3 separate regions of the Mus musculus genome follow, and all the other regions are linked to region 2. A link is a contact called in public ChIA-PET data. All regions are on one chromosome and are shown on one strand. The core of a region is the stretch at or near the end of the contact, and the rest is flanking DNA. Distances in the headings are between cores, read along the strand shown. Region 1 overlaps Ptprk (protein tyrosine phosphatase, receptor type, K). Region 2 overlaps Themis (thymocyte selection associated). Region 3 overlaps Ptprk (protein tyrosine phosphatase, receptor type, K).

Evidence for each region. ChIA-PET counts read pairs in DNA pulled down with a chosen protein or histone mark.
Region 1: a contact with region 2 is called in an RNA polymerase II ChIA-PET map of memory CD8 T cells, with 497 read pairs. The contact joins two enhancer-like sites. A contact is called at or near these places in 8 of 484 Hi-C or Micro-C datasets (CD8 T cells, the G1E-ER4 cell line, the HL-1 cell line and 3 more), 3 of 115 datasets of contacts at active chromatin or transcription factors (CD8 T cells, double positive thymocytes and memory CD8 T cells) and 4 of 9 other capture datasets (adipose tissue, embryonic stem cells, liver and 1 more).
Region 3: an RNA polymerase II ChIA-PET map of memory CD8 T cells shows a contact between it and region 2, with 494 read pairs. The contact joins two enhancer-like sites. A contact is called at or near these places in 2 of 15 datasets of contacts at CTCF or cohesin (CD8 T cells and the NIH/3T3 cell line), 2 of 484 Hi-C or Micro-C datasets (CD4 T cells and bone marrow-derived DN2 thymocytes) and 9 of 115 datasets of contacts at active chromatin or transcription factors (CD4 T cells, CD8 T cells, T-cell acute lymphoblastic leukemia and 5 more).

Annotation. Positions count from the first base shown.
Region 1 is chr10:28,592,430-28,596,033 of GRCm38.p6, reverse strand. Ptprk (protein tyrosine phosphatase, receptor type, K) reads right to left here. Exons shown (of 32, transcript NM_008983.2): 31 at 3,129-3,264; 32 at 1-232. The coding sequence ends at 179. Among named protein-coding and RNA genes, the nearest start is that of Themis, 74 kb to the left of the region's middle. Within about 2 kb of position 1,978, at least 92 of the 459 cell types and tissues checked have an H3K27ac peak or open chromatin away from gene starts, as enhancers often do. A contact at or near this core is called in CD8 T cells and memory CD8 T cells, where this site is marked.
Region 2 is chr10:28,724,278-28,727,888 of GRCm38.p6, reverse strand. All of the region lies in intron 2 of Themis (thymocyte selection associated), which reads right to left. Among named protein-coding and RNA genes, the nearest start is that of Themis, 58 kb to the right of the region's middle. Within about 2 kb of position 2,143, at least 9 of the 459 cell types and tissues checked have an H3K27ac peak or open chromatin away from gene starts, as enhancers often do. A contact at or near this core is called in CD8 T cells, memory CD8 T cells and regulatory T cells, where this site is marked.
Region 3 is chr10:28,514,203-28,518,128 of GRCm38.p6, reverse strand. All of the region lies in intron 13 of Ptprk (protein tyrosine phosphatase, receptor type, K), which reads right to left. Among named protein-coding and RNA genes, the nearest start is that of Themis, 150 kb to the left of the region's middle. Within about 2 kb of position 1,823, at least 54 of the 459 cell types and tissues checked have an H3K27ac peak or open chromatin away from gene starts, as enhancers often do. A contact at or near this core is called in CD8 T cells, memory CD8 T cells and regulatory T cells, where this site is marked.

The sequences.
Region 1 (3,604 bases), core at 729-3,228, 130 kb after region 2:
GATCAAGTCCTTTTTATTAAGATACACAACTTTATAAGAAAAATACATTTGCCTCTCCAATGTAAAAGCCTCCCACCCCGTACATTAAAATCTCTCGGTGCAGTAACAGGTACAACAGCTGCTGGCTCAACAGACGAATGGATTTCTGCTTGGATGCTCTGCAAATAGTCTCAGCGAACTATGAGGACTCCAGGTACTCTAACGCCACATCATAGCAAAAACGATACTGCTCCTGCATCATGTCAGAACAGAAGGGATGAAAGGAGTTAGCAAAAGGCTAATGGTGAGTAATAGCATCTGTGTGAGTTCTTGACACCCAATTTAGATTATTTAAAAGTCGTAAATTACTTATTTTGCATATAACAGGAACATCTGGCCATATATATTTTATTCTCAAGTCTAATGATCCCTTTTAAGAAAAAAAAGAAACAGTAAAAAGATGTTTTATCTTTGCCCTAAATTTCCTATCATTTAATATAGTGCCAAGGATTTTTATAGGATTAAAATAGTTAAGAATGTTTCCCAGCTTACAAAAAGGTAAAGAACCAGGCTGTGGTGGACCACACTTTAATCCCAGCAACCAGACAAGGTGTGTCTCTGAGTTCAAGGCCAGCATGGTCTACAGAGTGAGTTCTAGAACAGCCAGAGCTACACAGAGAAACCCTGTCTTGGCATGGGGGAGGGGAAGAGTACACGATTGACATAGTAATCGTCTCAGAAAAATAAAAAATCGGAGTTCTCAAGAGGATTTTCTGTTTTACATGTTGTATGTTACACATCCTGAGTCTTTTTATATCACGCAAAAATCTACCATGTGGATTATCTGGATTACTTGTTAGATTATTTCAATATCTTTCTGTTTTGTATTGCTGCTGGTGTGTGCCTGTGCTTTCCTCCATATTCCAAATGATCTCTTTAGATAAAAGTGAGGGAGAAAGAGAGAGAGAAAGAGAGAGACAGAGAGACAGATAGGTAGAGACAGTGAAAGACAGAGACAGAGAGAGATGAGAAGAACCCCCTGTATGCTACCTTTTGCAATGGTATCAGAGTACCATTTCAACCAATTTAAAAGGAATATTTAAGAATTAAAAAGAAATAACCCTTCAAGCTCACTTATGCCTAAATAGATTCCTGACACCTCTTCTTAATTAAGACAACTTGATTGACAATGTTGTTGATCAAGTTGATAATGCAACATTTGAGTTAAAATAACACTTCTTTTGAGTGTAGTCACTTAAAATCCACTATCAAGAAGTTTAAAAAGACCAGAGACTGTTATAAATGATGACTTATATTATATAATTCATTGGACAGTTCCCAGCCCAGTCCAAGCAGGTAAAATCTAGGCAGGCTGAACTAGTGCAGAACTTAAAGTAAATATTAAAATATCCAGAATCTCTGACAACCAACGTAAATATGCTCTACATTAGCTTCCTGGGAGAAGTCCCACCAAAGATAAAAAAAAAAAAATGCTTGCAGCCAGTCAGTGCCTCTCAATTTTGTTTAAATCTACATTTCCATATCAAACTCAGCCCAAACCATAGTAAACTTTATTAATCATTGATGTTGATTAAGCAGTGCATTCTGTCAACTCTGTCAAGATTTGTGGGACATAAATAAAAAAGGAAAACAGTAACTCATGGGAAGGTTCTAGAACAAATATTCAACTGTAAACTTAGAAGTCAAAAGGTGGTATATCAAAGGCAAATTTGGAGACAGATGTTACTTCTGAAGGCATGTGACTTGAAATGTTTCAGGCAGAGTATATTTCACAGGTTATACATCTTGAAACCAGAGAGTGATAACTATCTACTGTCCAGTCTGTATGTAAAAATTCTCAAATCAATACTCTCTGTCCTTCTCAACTGCCTGCATTCCAGAGAAGGTGACGTTATCTGGTCCCAGTTGGAGTCTCCTAAGAGCACTCTTTGAGAAAGGGAGAAGTTAGCTGCCACTAGCCAGAGTGAAACAGCATAAACCGAAGTCTTTAGATGTTTGTCTCAGGAAACAATGCACTTCCTGTGTGAACAACCCCAAGCAGGAAGTGGTAAAAACACCAAGAGCTTACTAAATTTCTCTCTCTCTCTCTCTCTCTCTCTCTCTCTCTCTCTCCCTCTTTCCCTCTCCCTCACTCTCTTTCCCTCTCCCCCCCCCCCCCCGCTTCCTCCTCTCTCCCTCCCACAGCCCCACACCTCCGTTGCTCCCATCATCTTGATAAAGTAGGGCAAGCAACAGTGATGCCCTGGCTTTTCTCCCTTTCTTTTCTATGATTGCTGCAGCTGCTCTTCCTTCCCAGTCTCTTTGTACTTATGTGTAACCCCCAAGTCAAGCATGTTACAGAGGCAGTAACTTTCTTACTTGGTACACAGCTCCATTTAGATGAAGCCTTGCTCACATATCCCCATTTGTCCTTATTTTAGAGGCTTTGTGAGCTTAGAAGAACTTTTGTCACATTATATGCACTGTACTGTAAGGCTGATAAAAGCTTTTCAGCTGACAGCAAGGACAGACTGACAATTTACATTCGGATTAGATGGGGAAGGATTATGGATAATAGCTGCTATAAACTTCAGTTGCTCTTTCAAAAACACTGGGCGTCAGGTCTGTTTATATAGGTCAGTGGTAGAATGCCTGGCCTAGCATGCTTGAGATCCTGGGTTCCATACCTAACAACACCCACACACGCACACACACACACACCAAAATAAGTCAATTAAAACAAAGTAAGTGAACAAACAGAAAATAGGTGTCTAAGATTCTGAGGTGACCTATGAGTATATCTGCGACTTAACTCAATATGCCTCAACAAGCAAAAAAGTGACTACACTTTAGTGAGATTTATTTTCCTAGAACTATTTACTGCACAGCACAAATTCACTGATAATAAGGAGGACAAATTTCACTTCTCAAATCGCATGAGACCATTTTCTTCACCCAACAGGTTATGTGATGGGGAATGCATTTATACAGGCAAAGCCAGACTAGCTACACTCTACCTATTAGTCACAACGTCCCAGCAAGTTTCATGTGCACATCTGACTGATTTCCTCTATGTGCGTGAAGACCCACAAGTCAGTAGGTATATGACTGAGTAGTCACTGAGACCCTCGAAAGATTCTGTGGCTCACCGGGGCTTCCACCATGTTTGGCTTGCTGTTCCTCAGCGTCTTTACTGCATGGAAAACATCCACCACATTTTGCCGCTTCACCATCTCCACAACAATGCCTATGGCACAGAACATGCCACTGCGCCCACCGCCATTCCTGAAAGCAAAGACATGCTTAGTACCTTTGGGGGAATCACGTGTCACACCATCACACTCTCCTGGGAAAGGACACTTATCTTTAAAAATTCTCCCATTTCTTTGGATTCTCCTCTACATTTGTGTGTGAAGGGAAGAGGGGAGGATACTAGAGGATGAAGTTCTCTCAGGAGCTTATGAGCAGGAATATGTGACAGGCATAATTTGTTGTAATGTAGAGATGTTGAGATCCTAACCATTTGCCTGAAACAGAAGTTGTCCAGACAGGTACTTGAAAGAGTTAAACCATAAAACAACTGCATAATTTTTATTGTGTGGATATGTTTTCCTCCATGTTGTCT
Region 2 (3,611 bases), core at 894-3,393:
CCACAAAGGCACCAGGAGACAAGTAGGAATACCAGTATTTAACTTTACATACGGTGGAAAAAAAATAACATGCCAAGGTAATTCAATCAAAACATGGTGAAATTGCTTGTAGAACTACAAAATTCATGTTCTGTAACATGACCTACTGATCCTATGCAGCTTCTCACATAGCCCAGGCATACGTTAATCATACTGTAAAGCATATTATATTGTAATGCGTTTGTGATTTTTCATTCGCTACTCTCTTATTCATCCAATTGACAGGTTTTTTAATTTATCCTCAATGTGTATGGTGATAGAACTATGAAGACTGGAAATTAGTAGTGCAGAGCACATATCAACAAATAACTTGACTAGCCAAATCCTGCTAGCCACTCCTTTTTATAAATAAAGAGTATTTTGAGCTACAACCACGGCCATTGGTTGATGGGTTTGTTACCTGCAGTGACCTTCATGTTAAAAGATTGCTGTACAGTAGTTATGGCAACAATCTGGCCACAAAGCCTTAAAATTTACTATCTGGCTGTTTAAAGCAAGTTTGACAGCTCATAGTCTAGAGCACAAGACAGGTAAATATAATGACCACCCAATGATATGCATGCTGTGGTACCCACACTGTCGGAATGAGGAGACCCAGGTAACCTGCCCCTGTCTCTTCGCATCGCCCCTTCCTGAGCCAGAATGGCCAGCACTTCCTTTCCGCAACCTTCTTGCGACCTTTGAAGAGGGCAGACAAAGGGGAGCTGGAACGTGGCCTCCTGCCTAGCACTGTATATTGCGCTCCCTTTTTCTGATAATTCTAACCAATAGCACTTTCCTGGTGTAGATGGCTCTTGCCTTTGAAGGAGGCAAGAGTTAGTATCCTTGATGTGATAAAGCACACTCCTGAGCTATGGGAAAGAGACAATTAAGTGTTCCCAAACAGCTGTGACTGCTTTGTAACAACACGCTGGCCTCCTATAATGGGATGAGTTACTTCTTCCCAGGTCAAAGAGGTCCTTCTCCAGCTGCGAAATTCCGCCTCTCTGTCTAAACAAATGTTATCAATTTGAAGGACCGCACACCTTTCCCCCTACTCAATCATGTAATGACAGGCCTTGAGCGCCCCAGCGTATGCATCTTCATATATATATATATATATATATATATATATATATATATATATATATATATATCAAACCCTTGAACTTGAGCATCGCTTTCCTAACCTGTGCAGCTGGAAGGTCTGTGATAGCACCCACACTCGTATAATAAAAACTCTCTTTGTTTAGTACATCAGTATCGCAATTTCTGGCGGTCTTCTGGGGTTCCCATGAACTGGGCATAACATTCTGGGACTCTTCTGAGGTTCCTCAGCAGATCTCCAGAGCCTGCAATTGGGAGAGCCTAGTGCTGGCTGGTGAGTGTCAGTATTTCTATACTGGTTGTGTCTGTTCTGTTCTTGCTTTTGGCATTGGAAAAGCCTCGAGGTGTTTGGAAAAGCAGCAGAGGGTGGCTAGAGCATACTCACTGGAGAGCCACCAATGCCGGGACCAGGGACACATCCCTGGACTTCCTGAGGGCTTGTCCGGTACCTGTGGGGCGAGTGGGGGTGGGGAGAATTTGTGACGAGGAAGGGCTGCTTTCCTCTCTACCTCGCTTTCAGTTTCTGAGGCCAGAGTCTGTGAGTTCTAGTGTTTGGATATATTTTTGTTTCCAGTCACTAAGTGGCTACTTCGTGCGTGTGGGTCTGTCTGTTGCGTCCCTTGAAATGTTTTGTTTCGTGTTGTACTATACTTTGATATGGGACAGACTGATTCTCACACCCTCAACATTCTTTTAGCTCATTTTAAGGAAATGAAAACTAGAGTTCACAATCTCTCAGTGGATATGAAGAAAGGGAAAATATACACACATATACCAGCTCAGAGTGTCCAGCCTTCCTAGTTGAATGGCCGCCAGAGGGGACCTTTCACATCCCTATGGTGTTGGCAGTAGATGACAGAGTGTTCCAAAAAGCACGTGGACACCCAGATCAAGTTCCCTGTATGTTTGGAAGGATTTAGTTAATAATCGACCACTGTGGGTTAAGTCCTTCCTCTTCCCTCCAGCTAACGCTTCTTCATCATGTCGGCCCTGGTGGTGGAAGAATGTAAACAGGAAGTCCGCAAACCTCCTGTGCCTCTTCACCCCATTTTATAGGCCACTACATCGGAAGATGTTCTCTTCCCATCTCCTTACACACAAGTTTCAGCTGCGCAAGCTTCCCACAGGCACCAGCTTTGGCTGTACCAGCTCCAGCCCTGCCCTTGCTCCCCCTACCCTCGGAGGAGGTGCCAACAGCCTCAATAGTATCAACTTCAAGAATGGGCTGGGCAGGGGGGGGGGGCTGCACAGGGAACCGGAAGCAGGCACTCAATGCCTCCTTAGGCTATAGAGCTGGGCAGATTCCACTGTCTTACGCCTAAGGGCAACAGAATCAGCTGACCAACAGGAGAATCAACTCCACCATTATTGGCCCTTCACTATTGCTGATTTTTATAATTGGAGGAGAGAGAATGCCAGACTCTCTGACTATGCTAGAGAGCTCATTGGTCTCTTAGACAATATCCTTTTTACCCATCAGCCCACTTGAAATGATTGTCAGCAGCTCTTAAAGATCCTCTTTACAACTGAGGAAAAGAAACACATCATATTGGAGGTCCAAAGAATGTTCCATGTCCTAAGGGCACTCCACCCCAGAACCCCGTTGACAGACAAAAGATTTCCCCTCAGGAGACTGCTTGGGGCTATAATACTGGTGAAGGGTGGGAGCATTTCCGAGTCTATCACCAACCTCTAATGGCGGGTCTCAGGACAGCCACTCATCGACCCAAATTTGGCTAAGGTTTATGATGTCAGGCTAAAGGATGATAAAGGCCCAACAGAGTTTCTCAAGCAGATTATGGACACTTTCTGCCATTATACACACCTAAATCCTGAGGAGACTGAGAATTCTAACACAGTAGCGCTGGCATTTATAAATCAGCACCGACCATTAGAAGGAAGTTTCAGAAGTTAGAAAGACTAAGAGAGAGAAGTCATTGAGAGATTTAGTGGAGGTTGTGAAGAAGGTATACCATAGTAGGGAGACTAAAGATGAAAAGAAGATTAAGACAGAGAAGCTAATAAACAGAGATCTAGCCAAAGTCCTTCTTGCCAATAGTAATCCAGATTAGAGACAGAGGAAGTGCCAACTTCAAAATATTGCTGAGGGGAAAAAGCCTAGAAAAGGTTGTCCACCAATCTTAGCTAAGAACCATTACAGCTACAACCACCTGTTGTAAGTAAGAAGGATACTGGACTAGAGAATGCCCAAAGAGAAAGCCAAAGAATAAGACTATAATCACCAAGGAAAAACAAAAGATTGAGGGAGTCAGGGAACAGACCTCCTTCCCCAAGCCAGGGTAATCCTTAGAGTGCAGGGAAAGCCTCTGGAATTCCTGGTGGACACCGGAGCTTAATCTTCAGTGCTTGTAAAGGCTGAAGGGCCATTGTCTCCTAAGAAGTCCTGGGTCTAAGGGAACACAGGCACCAAATAATATTCATGTACTACCCGAAGAACAGTGGACTTGAGAATGGGATGGTAACCC
Region 3 (3,926 bases), core at 574-3,073, 210 kb after region 2:
CCAGCATCTTCACATAACTGCTTTTGGTCCCAGAAGCTAAACTGATTTTGGGCTAAACCATTAGATGACATTCCTAAAACAATCCCCCAAGGCCCATTCCCTTATTCACCTATGGACTCATTGCTGAGACTAAATACCAAGATCCAAAAACCAAAACTCACTATTTGGCTAATATGTCCAATCAGAGATTACCAATTCACCATAGCTAAGACTTTTTCTACTTAAAAACCTACTCCTGCAAAATACACATGCTGCCTGCTTACTGATAGATAATGTTATTGATGGTGCTGCTGCTGCTGCTGCTACTTGCTGTCTGTCTTTGCAGCCTCTCCCTGTCTCCCCTGATTGCTCCTCCAGGGTAGGAAATCTTTTTCTGTGCTGAGAATTTGGTGCCTGGGTGTGTACTGCATCCAACTCAGAGCACCCCCCACCCCAGTAATTTTGCATACATTTACATCTAGTTACTGAGGGAGCACCAGCCTTGTGCAGACCAAGAAGGCTGAGGGCAACATTTATTGGAACTTTAGAGGATAAGTATTTTTCAAAACTCAATTTGGACACACAGGTCCACCCCAAAATCAGTTTATTCGATGGGAGCTTCTAGGGCAGAAAGCAGCTATGTGAAGATGATGTGAAGACGCTGTAGAGGAGGCAAAAGATAGAGGACTAGCCAGGAAAAGAACTTATCTCAAGTTTTTCTACGGCATTTCCAGTTGCCCGCACTCCCCAGGAAGCAAAGTGGACAAGTCCTACTGATTTGGGAACAGGAGGGTCGCACTTGGAGTTTGGGGTGTAGCCTTTCAGTTGGATACTGGCTACTGTTGAATACATCTGACCATACTGTAGCATAAAATCAGGGGAAGTGGTAGCAATTGTTGAAGGTCAGATTTGTAATGTCAACATCTAACTAACACAAAACTGTGTCGGACCAAGATGCAGTAAGTGTGCAGGAGTGTGTGAAATCCTTAGATGATGCCCATCTTCTCAGAAAGAGAAATTTTCCCTTCCACAAAGGACTTGAGCATCAACTAACTTTCTAGGAAAAGCTGCACCTCATTAATACCCATCTGAATCACCTTCAGAGTTAAATTATTAGGTTATTTGAAGGGCTGTTCCAATAAAAATATCACAGAAAAATCCATATACATGATTACAGAGGTTCTAGTGTGAAAATGCACTTTATTAGAGGGGAAGAGGTCCAAACAGCGCAGGAGCAACTTTCCCCTTGGGATTTCAGAGGTGATTGAATGCTCTGCTTTCAAACTGATAACCCAGTTCTGATCTGCAGGACTTCAGTCATGGAAGTGTTTACTGAGGCTTCCCTTTAGTAAAAGAATCAGTCAAATCTTCACTGGTGAGATACAGCTGCACATTTAACAAACAAGTTGTATTCATTCATTCATTCATTCATTCACTCATTCATTCAGATAGTGAAATGTAGTAAGTAGCCAGAGGACTGTAAAGTAAATTTAAAAACAAGGTTCAAGGTCATGGAATTGGTATTTCCCATAAGATAGCCAAATGGTCATCAGAAGGAAAAAAGAAAACCACTGAAGTCACATAATTCTTAAATGGCAGCTTTTGTTTCATTTTTAATTTCAATTAAGCAGATTAGGTGATCCCAAGTGTGGGTACAGGGTTTGATGACTGAAATGTGAATTGGATTATATGAAGTAGATGATCTTACTAAATACTCATAGGTTAGCTAAGTGAAATGTTTAAATCAAAGTGGAAACTGCAATGTGACGGCGGTATCTAAGGTAACGCAGGACTTTCGTAGCAGTGTGGTTGGTGGGGAGGAAGCCCACAAGCATGAGGAAGTAAAACAAGCGCAGACATGCTGAAAGTGTTTGTGCATGTCAAGGAAAACTGAGGAGTCATCTTCCACTGCATAAGGGATTCAAAGCACACAGCCCACTAAGACTATTTAGAATAACTGACCCTTTAGCAAAACATTACTTGAATCCCTCTGTGCTTTCTGCCAGGGTTATATCTATATATCTCTATATATGTGGGTGTATGTGTGATATATGCATGGCGTGTATATGTGTGTGTGTGTGTGTGTGTGTGTGTTGACCAGATGATACACAACTGTGTGTGTTCTCAGGCCCTGTGCATCTTTTCTTTTGGGGAAAGGTCAGAGCTTCTCATTGGCCTAAGCCAGGAAACCCCAGGGTTTCTCTTGCTTCTGCCTCCTCAGTGTTGGGATTACCGGAGCCTGCCACCCACTTCTCTGTGAGTTGTTCAGGTCCTCATGCGTATCTTTGCGTGGCATGCACTGACTGATTTAGCTGTTCCTCAGCCTCTGAGTAAGGACTTTAGACAGATACTTGGTCTTAGAGCTGACCAAATGGTTTGTCGTTACTAACAGCAGAGGAGTACAGAAAGAGGATAGCAATTTTTATAGGTCTAATAGTAACCGAATACTAGTTAAATCGTAATTACTAACCATGTACAAATGAGATAATAACCTTCACCCAAAGAAAGTGGCAAGACTGACAGAATCTGGGACGGTACTAAGGATGTGAGTGTCTGAAGGAGATAATACACATCACATTTGTGTTTGTTGTCCTGAGGATAGCTACACTCAATAATATCACAAATACCACACAAAAGAGAATTCTGAAATAAATGTAGAACTGAATGAATAAGAGGAAAAAATAGATTAAAAAATTATAAAGGAGGCCAGAAAAGAAGAGCCAATCAATCTGGTGTGTTAAGGTGCTAACAACTTGACTTGTCTGTCTGACTTCCCTAATTCATTATCGTAATTGTGCGGTGAGGTGCATCTCCTTTTCTGTATTGGCTCTGTATACTCCTCCCTTTTATTGGGCATTCATCAGATTTTTCTTCCTGGTCTCTCTAAACAGGACTGTTCATTTGATTTCCAGATTTAATTCTCTCTCTATCACTAGAAGATTCTCTTTGGGAGAGGAAAAGATGTAATCACAAAGTCATTTAGGTTGCTTCTCATGACAACTGAATGGATATACATATCATGGGACATTCTGAAGCTGCTATCTCTTATTCTTTCATCCTTCCCATAGCTTCAGAAACATTCATTTTGGCCACTTTCAGACACCCTTCATTATGAGCAGCTATTCTCTGGAATGGAGATTAAGCAAGCCGGTCCTCTGAGGTGAGCGTCAACTTGTAATACCAACTGATGATCTGAACTTGATCCTCAGGACCCAAGCAAAGGTAGTAGAAAAGAAGTGACCAAACAAAGCTGTCCTCTTATTTGTATACACATGACATATCATGTGTGTCCATATACACACATCCATATCTAGCACATACAAGAACAACAGCAGCAACAACAACTTGAAAAATAGCCAGATCTTGAAAGGTATCATGACAATACTCAAATGTATAGTTGTGCAGTTCTTTTTAGAGGAGTTTAGAGGATTAAAATAGTATAACTATTTTAAAATAGACACATATAATGTGATAATGTGATTATTTAGTACTGATTCCAGGAATTCCTTTTTCTGTGGAGTTCAGCCAAGAATGCAAAGTGTGTGTGTGTTGTGTGTGTGTGTGTATAGCCACACAATTTTCTATCTATTACATAATAGTAAATTAGTGACTTGGTTTTACAAACCCAGAGCCCAAACAGACAGTCTCTATTTAAAATAGATAAAAATATCTGTGGCTGATGGGGGTTTTGATTAACTAGTTATATGTTATGAAAATTTGGTAACACATTTCTTTGAGATTTACTGCAATGAATTGGGAAGTGACCCAGAGAAAGACCAGATCTCAGAACTTGTAACAGATGCAGATGAAATTAGTTCTGACTCTAACTCTTCATGCAGACATCATGCCTTCTTTTCTACAGTGTATTTCCTGGACCTCCAGTACCTGACAGACAGCACATAAGCAATACTTTCTGAATGAATGACCAGATCATTGTGGGTAAATCC